3 separate regions of the Sus scrofa genome follow, and all the other regions are linked to region 1. Evidence: chromatin contacts called from public Hi-C and promoter capture Hi-C data. All regions are on one chromosome and are shown on one strand. Each heading gives the region's core, a stretch centred on a gene start, on an enhancer-like site or on the middle of the called end of the contact. The rest is flanking DNA. Distances are from core to core; before and after follow the strand shown. Region 1 holds the start of CPD (carboxypeptidase D). Region 2 holds the start of GOSR1 (Golgi SNAP receptor complex member 1). Region 3 holds the start of BLMH (bleomycin hydrolase).

Region 1 (4,206 bases), core at 984-3,483:
AGACATGAAAGAGGTTGTAGTCTCAAGGCAGGAGGACTGAGGATTCATGGGAGGGCGCTGGCTCGAGTTACAGCATATTATTTCACTGCCCTCATACTTGTTTATTTACTGCCTCTCTAGGTGAGGCTGTAGGAGTGAGTTGGCAGGAAGAGGTTTCAAAGGAGAGTGAAAATGGTAGAAAAGGAAATGTTTGATTAGAGTTTAACACGTCCCCTGGGGCTTCTTTGATTTGGATTATTGTAAAAATGCGCAGGGTAATGATTAAGCACTCCCCCGGGGGTGGGGGGGGGAAGTGGTCTCTGTGCAGAGTTGGGGCTTTGTTTCTGATGAGTTGCAGCTGCTGTGCAACAGCGCATTGAACCAAACAGGCACAGAGGAGAAGAGGCGCTCACAGGGACCACAGTAACTGTGCTGAAGTCATCATCTTCACCTAAGCTGAACTTCCTCCTGTCCTATACCTCAGTGAACACCCGCAAGTTGCTTTTGCTGTAACTTGAAGTCAGCCGACAATCCTCTGTCACCAGATCCTGTCCACTTTCTCTCCTAAAGGTCTTTCAAATCCAGTTCCCTCTTTCCATCTCCACTGGCACTGCCCTCAAGGGTTCAGAGGCTCATCGTGTTTTCTTGGATTATATCTTCATTACAAGTTCTTGGTCTCAAGATTTAGGCAATCCACTCCATTCTCCATGTTACTGTTAGAAGGATTTTTCCAAACTAGCTTAAAATCCACCAGGGACTTAGGGAGCAAATGCTCCCCAGAGCCTGGCTTGCAAGGCTGTTCGGGTTCTGGTCCTGCTTCTCTAGCTTGTGTCCTTCACATCTGTGAGCTCCTTTACAATCCTGATCCACATGCAGCCCCCAGAATGTGCAGTTTTATTCGTTCTCAAGCCTTGCAGCCTTCAGTGCTTGCTCCTCCTTCTGCCCAGAATTCTTCCCTTTTTCTCCCAGTTTCTCACCTTCTCTCTTACTCCTTCTTGGGTTGAATGAGGTTTCCCTCACCTGGGCCCCCATATCCCTGTTGTACCACTGATCACAAACTGTATCCAATCTCTAACTGAGCAGAAGGAATTGCTTATTGGTATTTACCTCTGGCACACAGCAGTTGCTCAATAAATATTTGATAAATGAATGAATGAACTCTTTACTGTTTATATTAGGGTTCAATCATAGTTCAAGGAAGAACATTTGAAACACTTGGCTCAGAAATAAGAAACTACAACAGTTATTGCAATTATGTTCTTTGATGGGTAGAATTCACACTTGATAAAAAGGGTTGTGAGGTTTCATGTTTCTTCAAGCTTAAGTGACTAAAGCCTACTTTAAAGACCAGTTTAAAGGGCTCTTCTCTAAGATGATAAACCACTGTATTTGCCAGCTTTGAGGTGTTTAGGAATTATACTCACCAAGCAAGTGTTTCCAGAAATGTTATACCTGCTGCTTTTAAAATGTCATTCTAAGGGCACAGTTCAAGTAACTCACCCAGGAGAGGTGTGAGAGGTGGGTAAGTGAACCATGAAATGAAAACTGCCTACAGGGCTTTTGAGACCAGCACACACAGGAACCAGTGGCAGTGAAATAACCTGGGTAACACCAACGAAGTACATCCATTAACACAAAGGGACCCTACGACATAGCAGATTTCCACTAAACATAAAGGAAACACCTTCTTTTAACAAAGAATCTAAACACTGGAATGAGATTGTGAGCCCTGTGCCACTCCAAGTGTCCTAGTCTCTTCAATTGCTGGCGGGGCGCTGGCTCTAGCCGAGGCAGGACAACTCCGGTAGAAAGGGCTGAGGCGTCCTCTGGCTCTTCTAGGGTAGATTCTTTCGAACCTTTTGATTTTGTGTGTGTGTGTGTGTGTGTGTCCTTTGATTCTTTCGAACCTTCTGATTCTTTCGATTCTCTGTTCTAAGCGTTAAAGCGCAGCTGGGAAAAGCTGCAACAAAGATGGGAAGGAGGCTAGGAAGAGTACTCCGAGAAAAGGGGGTGAGAATTTAAGGGGTAAGCCAAAAAGAAGAGACTGAGCGAGTAGAGGAAAAACGGAGCAAACGCAGAAGAGGAAACGGGGAGGAGAGAATAAGAGCGACAGGAACCTTGACGACGGAAAAGAGTGACCGAACTCTTCCCGGACAGAAGGAAGGCACACCCAGAGGGAATCGGCTGCTTTAAGGACAGCCCCGCCCCCCGGCGTGACGCCGCAGCAGACCGGTTGGCGATTGGCTGCGGCTGGAGGGCGGGATGGGGTTGCTAGGAGCGGAGGGGATCCGGCGGGCCTCCGCCGCCCGGAGCGCCGAGTTGCGGGAACGGAGCCGGGGTTAGCGGCGCTGCTGGAAGATGGCGAGCGGCTGGGACGCGCGGCCACCCTGGCGGCGGGGGCGCCTCCCGCTGCTTATGTGCCTGCTGCTGCTGCTGCGGAGCCCGGTCCAGGCAGCACACATCAAGAAGGCGGAGGCCACGACGACAACGACAAGCGCGGGCGCCGAGGCGGACGAGGGCCAGTTCGACCGCTACTACCACGAAGAGGAGCTGGGCTCCGTGCTGAGGGAGGCGGCGGCTGCCGGGCCCCCGGGCCTGGCTCGCCTCTTCAGCATCGGCAGCTCGGTGGAGGGTCGGCCGCTCTGGGTGCTGCGCCTCACGGCCGGCCTGGGGCCGCCGCCTCCTGACGGCGACACGGGGCTCGACGCGGCGGGGCCGCTCCTGCCCGGCCGGCCTCAGGTGAAGCTAGTGGGCAATATGCACGGCGACGAGACCGTGTCCCGCCAGGTGCTCATCTACCTGGCCCGCGAGCTGGCGGCTGGCTACCGCCGTGGGGACCCGCGCCTGGTCCGCCTGCTCAACACCACCGATGTGTATGTGCTGCCCAGCCTCAACCCCGACGGCTTCGAGCGCGCCCGCGAGGGTGACTGCGGTCTCAGCGACAGCGGCCCTCCCGGGGCCAGCGGCCGTGACAATAGCCGCGGCCGCGACCTCAACCGCAGCTTCCCGGACCAGTTCAGCACGGGCGAACCCCCGTCCCTGGACGACGTGCCTGAGGTGCGCGCCCTGATCGAGTGGATCCGCAGGAACAAGTGAGTGTTGTCCTCTCTCCACCGCCCTCCTTGTCGCCACCCACCCTCCACGTGAGCCTCCTCCACCGGCGGAGTCTGGATTTGGGACTCAGTAGGCGCTCAAACAGAGCCTGCAGGCCTAAGGAACTGGGGTAGTGAGGGCAGCGGGCGACACTCCATAACGGGGAAAGGGCCCAGGCCGCTTAGCCTCCTGTCCCGCTAATTGTCCGAGAAGCGCTGCCTCGAGGCTGTCATTTGTTCAAAGAATGCAGAGAGCGCTGTTTGCCTGGAGAGGAGACACCTTGGCATTCTGGTCCCTAGTCCCACAGGACCGTAGAATATGAGGTAGACCTTAAGGATGACCTAGGTCAGCTCACTTATTTTGTAGATTAGTCGACAATATTGCAATTATTTTATGACCAAGGCAGTTTGCTAAGCCCGTTTCATGGACTGCATGAGCTCAGCTTATGTTGGCCACAACCTGATGGGGTAGACGGTATTAACATCATTATTTTGCATATGGGGAAGTCGAGAGTCAGATTGTAAGTATTTTACAGAGTTAAGGAGTGTAGCTGAGACTTAGCCTCCAACCTTCTGCTTCTTAGTACTCTTAGCAGCAGTGGAGGGAGACTGTACCCTGAAAGTGACAGATGATGGTTTCTGGGGTCTTCCTCTTGGTTATTTGACAGATACTGATGCTCTTCCCGTCTTTACCTCTGACATAGCTATGCAGCATGTGGATATGGCTGGCAAACTTGTTCAGATCTGGTATTTTCATCTGTAAGTGGCTTCATTTTAGGCTGTGAAGGGTTTCTGATGCCATTTGAGCACTTTTTTTTTTTTTTTTAAGTGGGTCAGGGCTGAATGGTTAATTGTCACACTTAAGACATACCTTAAGTATTATTCAGCTATGTGGGATTTAAAAATTAAAAGGAGTGTCTGTCGTGGCTGCGGAAACGGATCTAACTAGCATCCATGAGGACACAGATTCCATCCCTGGCCTCACTCAGTGGGTTAAGGATCCAGTGTTGCCTTAGCTGTGGTGTAGGTCGCAGTCGCAGCTCAGATCTGATGTTGCTGTGGCTGTGGAGTAGGCCAGTGGGTGCAGCTCCGATTCAACCCCTAGCCTGGGAACCAGCATATGCTGCAAGTGTGG
Region 2 (4,206 bases), core at 961-3,460, 79 kb after region 1:
CCAGCACTGTGACTGTTTTTCAAGCAGCAATACAGGGTAAAGGTAAAGCAGGACAAGATGGAGTTTTCAGCATGGAAAATAGAAACAGGGAGACTAAGAAAAGATTGTAGAAACATGTCTCCCAACACTAGTTGGGTTCGTTACCACTGAGCCACAAAGGGGACTTCCAGGGTACAAATTTAAAACCACTCATTATACCAAGAACCCAGAGATTTTCAGCTTGAACAAAAAGAAACAACAAACACCAACATCAAAATGAAACACCCATTGGAATTGTCTGACAAGGATATAATAAAAACATTTCAATGAGCAATTACAAAAAAATCTTAGAACAAATGATAAAAAGAGTCTTGGGAAAGAAATGCAAAGTCTCAGCAAATAAATAGAAGAGATAATGAGGGAGTTCCCGTCGTGGCGCAGTGGTTGACGAATCCGACTAGGAACCATAAGGTTGCGGGTTGATCCCTGCCCTTGCTCAGTGGGTTAATGATCCGGCGTTGCTGTGAGCTGTGGTGTAGGTTGCAGACACGGCTCGGATCCGCGTTACTGTAGCTCTGGCGTAGGCCAGTGGCTACAGCTCCGATTCAACCCCTAGCCTGGGAACCTCCATATGCCGCGAGAGCAGCCCAAGAAATAGCAACAACAACAACAACGATAACAACAACAACAACAAAAGACAAAAAAATAAAATAAAAAAAAGAAGAGATAATGAGGAACCAAATGGATATTTTTAATCTGAAAAATACAATAATTAAAAACTCAGTGAATGGGCTTGACAGCAGAATGGAGGGGACAGAGGAAAGACACGCCTATCAATGAACTTGAAGACAGAACAGTAGAAATTACCAATCTAAAGAATAGAAAATAGACTGAACAAATTAGTAGTGCCTTAGGGATATGTAGGACTATAACAAAAAGATTTAACATTCACATCATCGGAGTCCCAAGAGAAGAATAACAGGATAGAGGCAGAAAAAGTATTAGAAGAAGTAATCTCTGAAAATCTTTCCCAAATGTGTCAAAAGACATAAACCTAAGATTCAAGAAGCTGAGAAAATCCCAAACAGTATAAAACCAAAGAAATCTATGCTAAAACACACCATAATCAACTTTCTGAAAACTAAAAAAAAAAAAAAAAAAAAAGTTTTTAAAGCAGAGAGAACGATCTCTTAGCTATAATGGAAAAACAATTCAATTTCTCATTAGAACTTGTAGAAGCAGGAAGGAATTAGCCCACTTTTCAAGTGCTGAAAAAAAGAAACTGTCAACCCCAGATTCTATATCCGGCAATAATATTTTTCAGGAAGGAAAGGGAAATCAAGACATCTCAGATGAAGAAAAAATAATAGAATTTGTCTCCAGCTGATCTACTCTTTTAACAAATGGCTAAAGGAAGTTCTTGAAACAGAAAGAAAATGATAAAAAAGGAATCTTGGAACATCAGGGAGGAAGAAAGAAAAATTGGAAGAGTAAAAAAAAATGTATCAGTAACACAAAATATGGCTTTCCTTCTTTTAAAATCTATGTTTGACAGTCAAAGCAAAGATTATAATATTATATGATGTGGTTCTCAGGGAACATAGGGGAAATATTAAAGACAACTATAAATGGTAGTGAATAAAGGCGCAGGTGTGATTTTAAAAACTTTGCAGGAGGAAAGGGTTCTACACTTCACCAGAACTAGCGAAAAATGGACACAAGTAGGTTGGGATAATTTATCTGTCTATAAAGGGTGGCTCTGGACAGCTGATTTTAGCAGGTTGAGGGGTCAAGATGAGGAACGTTGAAGCAGTTAGAATATGCTTCATATATTTGTTGGCTAGAAAGGAAAGAGGGCTGGGACTCCTAGACAGAGGAAAAGGCGGCCAGTGGAGAAGAGGGCATAAGTTAGAAACGCGGGATAGCGGAGCACAGGGGGAGGTAGGATGAAGAGGTTGGTCGTGGGAAGAAAAGAGCCTTTGGCCCCGAAAAAAAGAGGCTGGCTGAAGGTACACATTTGAGAGAAGGTGAACAAAACAGGTAGTTGCGTCTAAGGATAACGTTCTTCTCAGCCTAGAAGGTACCTGCTAAAGAGAGAATTAGTCCAGCTGAGGGTGAGTATGCCAGTTTCGGGCGCGGAGAGCGGATGTGAACACCAGAAAGATGTCAGGGAGCGTCAAATTCTAAACATGGGTTTTCAGAAAGGTGTAAAATAATGAATTGACCGCCAGGTGGCGGTGTCTCTGGAGGCTCACGTATCCCATCGGCCCTGGCGCCAGGCGGAAGAAGGCGTGGAGGTGACTCTCTGGCTCGCATCGCCTCCGCTCTCCTATCCCGCCTGACGTTGGACAACAAAGATGGCGGCAGGAACCAGCAATTACTGGGAAGGTGAGTGGAGACCTCGGTTAGTCTCGCTGAGACGCAGAGGGACTGAGTGAAGACAGGTCTTGAGGGACGCTGCAGAGAGAAGAGCCTGGCTTCTGGAGCGCCCGAGCTGAGGGGTGGGGCTGGTCTAGTGGGTACCCCTGGGCCTGGGGGCTCTAGAGACCGTATGGTCTGGGGAGGGGGCTGCCCTGAGCGGCAGCCGGACCTGGAGCAGTGGTTGGGCGGAGAGAGCTGAGCCGGGACCGAGAGGAAGAAGGCCTGAGTCGCCGGAGGAAAGCTGGGTTGAGGGGGTAGCAGAACTCGAACGAGGGATTTGGAGTATGAACTCTGGGAGGAAACGAGGGTTGAGCGAGAATATCCCGAGCCCAGGAGGCTGGAGGAGTCAGCGCCTTAGAGTCACTGTTGGATAATTGAGTAGGAAAAGAGAAAGGAGGAACTTGTCAGGCCGGTCCATCGAAGGAAGCTGTGTGAGCGGAATGTCTTCCTCCTTGGCAGCTTCAGGCTGGGACTTCGAGGACTGGGTGTCGAGTCGCATTGGAAGGCAGAGGAAATAACCACCCTCCGTTCTGGAGATCGGTTTTGTTAAAAAGAGAAAGTTGAGAGAACCAGTGTGACTTGTAATTATTGCATTTAATTATAATTATTGCACTATTGCTGTATCTCTTCTATCAAAAAGCATCGCGTGATTTGACCAGTACGTTTATTTAATTCCTGAAATTACGGTTCGATAAAGTAAGTTCATGTAAAACTCGTTCCTGGACCATGATGATGAACAAAGATCAGAAAAGGCGCACCTTTTTCTTTCAGTTGTCTCTGCTTTACTGCAAAATAGAACTCTTTTGAATCCTTTTCCATTTTAACCAGTTTCCTCTTGCTACCCACTGAAACCTCTGGAAACCACCACAAATGGCAGTATTGTCACTGTCGGCCACTTAATCTAAAATAGTTAATTCTGAGTTCATCCATACCTGCTCGTCATACTTTGAGAATGCTTTTACTTGACGTTTTCTGCTAGAGAAGACAGTTCCTGATTACAGAGAAGCATGCTTATAGTTTAAAACGTATTAAAAGGCTTATTTGAAATGTGTATGTGCTAGCTAGAAAATACTTTAAAATTATGTAGAAGTGTCTGTTGGTTAGCTTTAGTATAAGTCGTTGGGCTGACTTTTTGGAAGTGTCATGCTAAAGGAATTATAGCAGCTTATTGACAGTCTACTCTGTGCCAGGTGCTTTAAGCACATGATTACTAACGCATAGGAAAACCCTGAAGGTAGGGGTTTGAAAAGCAAAAAGCAGAGATTCATAGGTTAAGTAGATTGTGAATAAATCTCAGAGCCAGTTCTTAGAACCTCAGAACTTCAGGCTGAGCTGAGATTCTGAGGTTTGATCTCTTGGAGAATGTGCTCCACTGTATTTCCTGCGCGCTGCTTCGTGCTTCTTGTTGCTGATGATATTATTGGAATAGTGTTTAATATTCCTTATCCCTGAAAGGTGAGATCTTTATGCTATGCCTTCAGTATTTCAGCCCTTTTATTTTGACTTCTGCTTCACCGTGAATGAGAGTACACACATCTAGATATGTGTTAACAGACTGGCTTCACTCAGCCACCTAGATGCCAAACTATTATTACACCAGTTCCTCTGCATGCTTGTTTGCTTCTCTTCTTTTAAAACTTAGGTTCTTATTTCTGTCATATTTGACTTTGTTGGAGTACATTGTTTACTGTTAAATTTAGCCTCTCCAAATATCTTTCAGCAAGCTTTTTCTTTTCTTTTTCTTTTTTTTTTTTTTTTGGCCACCTTAACAGCGTATGGAAGTTCCCGGGCCAGGGGTCGAATCTG
Region 3 (4,206 bases), core at 1,055-3,554, 69 kb before region 1:
GAAATCTGGATAAACTGTTAATGCAAAAACTGCCTGAAAATAAACACAGCTCATGTGCTATCTGTATCTTCTGTAAATAAAGCGACACTTCAGATTATGTAAGACCTGATCTGTTCCAGATGAACATTTCTTGGCCTCTCGCTAAGAGGCCACTGCAGTCTAAATCATGTAGGACCACCATGACACTGTAACTTAATAACCTGGATCATGTGTAGCCTGATGGTCCACACACCCCAAGCACTTTCTACTATGGCAAAACATTAATTATTGCAAGGTCATAAATTCTTTCTTAAAATTTAAAAATGTACTTTACTAAGGTATAATTTACATACAATAAAATATATCCATGTTATAAATGTACACTTTGAGTTCTGACTGGCTTCAAGCAAGCACTGATCGGCTTTCTGTCAAAATTAATAGACTGGGAGTAGTTTCAAGACTTCAGGAGTTCTCTGGTGGCTCAGCAGATTGAGGACCCGGCACTGTCACTGCCACGGTGCGGGTTCAATCCCTGGCCCCAGAACTTCCACATGCTGCAGGTATGGCCAAAAACTACTTAACTAAATCAATAAAATGGACAGACTTTAAAAACTCCTTTTAGTACAATTCTGTTGTGAGAATGTTCTCCTTATTCCTGGATAACCCATCTTTCACTATAGCTGTTCTTCTGTTTTCTAGTGGTACTAGAGAGCAAAACAAGGGCCTGTGACCACAAGGCATGAGAAATGAATATTCTTCTGTATTACAAACCCGTCTGTTGGTGGGAAGTGAGCCCATTAGCACACAGGCATATTTAAACATAACATCTGATGACATATTGATGCTATTTCTTGGTGTCTTTTCCATCCCATACATTTGCCCATGACTTTCAGGGCAACATGGGGGAGTCCACTAGGGTATGAATATTTCTGTATGGTTTGTTCTGTACCAAGAACATGTATCACAAAGACATGGGGCTGCAATCACACAACTTCAAAAAGAACATACTGCATTGCATTCAGTCAAATGACCGTGGACTAGTCAGTCACTCTAGTGCTCAAATTACACTAAGAAGCACGGAGCACCAAAACAAGTCACAAGGTAATGTTCTTGATCCTGCCTGTACCTGTGGCTGCTCTCTAAGAACTTACCACAGGTTCTTTCAATCCAAAACTCTGCTTCCCCTAAGGCCATTCTTAACTAAGACACCACAAAGGGAGGCTGTCAAGAAAGTCAAGGCAAGTGTGCAAGAAGTCTGAAGCTCTCACCTGAGCTCTTCTGGTTGGTGACTGGCTTGCCCTCCTGATGCACCGTGTGCTGGAACACATGCTGAGTACCCTGGACCGTGGCCCTCTTCAGACAGATGTCCAGCAGATCGTGGGTGGTGCCGACATTCTGGGCCAGTACGAACTGGGGGTCGGAATTCAGTTTCTGAAGCAGAGCAGCTACCTTCTCCGAATTCAGTCCTGCTCGGAAGACCCAAAGGGATTATAACATCAAAAAGAGGCTGAGGAGACTGTGCGGGACTCCCACACTCCGGCTCTAACTTGGTAAGAGCATCCTGAGGTGACCACAGCAAGAGAGAAGCCCTTCACCGGGGTCCTAGCCCAAGATGCTGCCTTCCTCCGGGCCGCTCCAGCCCGCCCAGAAAGCTCCATCCCCGCCATCGCCCCCGGCCCCAGCCCCGGCCCTTCCCCGCCGCCGGGCCTATGGGGCGCAGCTGAGCCCCCAGAGGGCAGCCGGCAGAGCCTCGGCGTGGAAGAGCCTCGGCGTGGAAGAGCGGCGCCTCACCTGCTTCGTTCATGGCGCCCACGCTGCCTGGCCGGGGAACGGTAGTTTCGGGGTCCTCAGACAAGAGCCGGACAGCAGAGCGACTCGCTAACCCAAGCGGCTGGACCAGCCTCTCGCACCCGGGGCGCCGGAAAGAGGAAACCGGCTCGGTGGCGGCGGAGGGCTGAGGGCGAGGGAAACGGGGTCCGCGGAGGGACAAAACTCCCCCCACGCGTTGCTGAGTCAGCGCCGTCGGGGCTGGCCCCGCCCGGGGGAGGGCCGAGGGGGCGGGCCCGCCGAGGCGCCCGGGGCCGCCTGCGCCCCCCTCACCCCGCCCGGAGCGGCTTCCCTCCTGGCTCCCGCCCACGCCGCTGCCGCCTTCCTCAGCTCCCCGCTGCAGCGCCTCCGTCCGCGTGGCGCGGGCGTCCTCCGCAAGCCGTGATGACGCTCCCAGGCCACCGGGGCGCCCTCCGGGGACCAAGCGGGAACCCGAAGGCGTCCTGTGCTGGGCCCCGAGGCTGAATACGCTAGTCTGTGGACTTGACCCTGTAAAGCCTTTTCAGAAGCCATGAGGGGGCTCCAGGCCGTACAGCGGCGTGAAAGGCCGCAAAATTAAGCCCCTGACTTAGGATAGGTTGACTGGTCACAAAAAGATGAACCCAAGGGCTCTTCTGATACGCGTCCTGTGCCTACCAGTCACTGCACTTTTTTTTTTTTTTCATTTCTTAAAATTGTATTCACCTATAGTTGATTCACAAGGTTGTGCTATTTTCTGCTGTACAGCAAAGTATTTTTTTTTCATTTTTTTAAAGTTTTATTGAAGTATAGTTGATTTAAGATGTCAGTCACTGCACTTTCAATGGCCACTTGTTGCTAGAATTCTAGACATCGCTCACTTTCAGTGGCAACTTGTTGGGATTCTAGTCAGAACCAAGTTTTTGTGTTTGGAGGCGATTGGGAATCAAGCTTGTTCTTACCCACTCAGAAGCTACCACGGTTCTACAAATATGCAATTACCCATTTCAAGGAAGTTAGCCATCCTGGGCTTTATGAAGTAGGTGAGTGTTTCTTACCTAGACCGGGGTTTAACTAAGGGAAATGACAGAAGTCAGTCTTGTACACCCAGACTGTTTTGCTCATGCCTCTGCAAAACCTGCAAATGAGAGGCATCCCCCTTCTCAGGCTTTCAGGATAACTCAGACATTTAGTCAGGTTTTGAGATAGTGAAGCCTTTTTATATTGTTTTTCACGCTCTGAAATCTCAAACCTTACAGGGATATTGGGGTGGGACCCACAGGTGATAACTGCCTACTGCTGAAAAGTCTGATTCTGCTACTTGGAACAGTGAGAGTCTTCTGTGGAACCTATAATCTAGGTCCTAGATTGAAAATAATCTCTGGTTCTAAAGACTCTAGTATCTGGAAAAATCCATACTCAGACACCAGTTAGTCTTTTTAGAAATCACAGTTACTTTGTCCCTATAGAGAAACCTAACTGAAGTTTGGGGATATGTCATAGAAACTTTCTCCAGCAGGGCCCATCAGTTGTCCCATTCTGAGATTTTTCTTATGTCTGAAGAAAAGGAACAGGCTAAAAGTTATGCTGAAAGAAATCCTTGGTCCTTTCATAAAATAATGTTCAAGCATCTGCCCAATTCAACTCATGAAATTTTATTCAGTGTCTACCATGTAAGGGCACTGGACAAGCTGCTGATGATCCGGAGACCAGCAAGCTTAAATTTGCCCTTAAGAAACAGACAGTGTAGTGGGAAAAATGGGATACAGCTTTTAGACTATACTAACATACCAACAGAGCTGTAAAAGCAGTGAGGAAGGGGTGATTAATCAGGACTAGAGGCACCTGAATAAAGAGGTCACAGCATAGGCTTTAAGAGTGGCTGATGTGATTTTACAAGGCAAAAACCAGAGGGAGGGTGTGCAAGGCACCAGCAAAGGCACTGAGGCGTTAAAGCACGTGGCAAAATCATGTTCAAGAAACCACAGTCTGATGTGGTTAAGAACAGGGAAGTTGTTGAGATCAGAGGGAAGGTATAGGACTGGAAAGGTAGGCTTTGGCCAAGATATGAAGGATTTTACATGCCGTGCCTAGAGCATCTAGATTTTATCCTATGGTTAATTAGAAGCCCAAATAGCTTTTTTGAGCAAGGGAGCAGTGTGCTCATTTCCATGTAAAAAAAAGAAACAGAACAGCAGTGGGGAGAGATAGAACTAGAAGGCTAATCCTATAGTGCACTTGAGAGGTGACAAAAGCTTTAAACTGGAAGAAGAGGCACAGATAATTTGGAAGTTTTTCCTGGAATGAGTGGGTGGATAGTGGTATTATTAACCAAGAGAAGGAACACAGAAAAATAGACATATCTGGGAATGTGCAGGTGAACAGATAATGAATTTAGTTTGGGCCTTGGTAAGTTTGGGGTACCCGCAGGACACCCAGAAA

What was found. Promoter capture Hi-C pulls out the DNA fragments that hold promoters and counts their contacts. A called contact is a pair of places that touch in the nucleus more often than the background predicts.
Region 2: a contact with region 1 is called in a promoter capture Hi-C map of liver, with 2.2 times the contacts expected there. The contact joins the promoter of GOSR1 here to the promoter of CPD in region 1. A contact is called at or near these places in 3 of 5 promoter capture datasets (fetal liver, fetal skeletal muscle and liver), 2 of 47 Hi-C or Micro-C datasets (embryonic fibroblasts and epiblast stem cells) and 1 of 2 datasets of contacts at active chromatin or transcription factors (alveolar macrophages).
Region 3: a contact with region 1 is called in a Hi-C map of brain, with 4 times the contacts expected there. The contact joins the promoter of BLMH here to the promoter of CPD in region 1. A contact is called at or near these places in 5 of 47 Hi-C or Micro-C datasets (brain, embryonic fibroblasts, heart right ventricle and 2 more) and 1 of 2 datasets of contacts at active chromatin or transcription factors (alveolar macrophages).

Annotation. Positions count from the first base shown.
Region 1 is chr12:46,459,970-46,464,175 of Sscrofa11.1, forward strand. CPD (carboxypeptidase D) reads left to right here and starts at 2,234. Exons shown (of 21, transcript XM_003131786.4): 1 at 2,234-3,071. The coding sequence starts at 2,338.
Region 2 is chr12:46,538,914-46,543,119 of Sscrofa11.1, forward strand. GOSR1 (Golgi SNAP receptor complex member 1) reads left to right here and starts at 2,211. Exons shown (of 9, transcript XM_003131787.5): 1 at 2,211-2,367. The coding sequence starts at 2,337.
Region 3 is chr12:46,391,338-46,395,543 of Sscrofa11.1, forward strand. BLMH (bleomycin hydrolase) reads right to left here and starts at 2,305. Exons shown (of 13, transcript XM_021067523.1): 1 at 1,771-2,305; 2 at 1,248-1,445. The coding sequence starts at 1,783. LOC106505486 (a long non-coding RNA gene) reads left to right here and starts at 2,305. Exons shown (of 3, transcript XR_002337293.1): 1 at 2,305-2,807.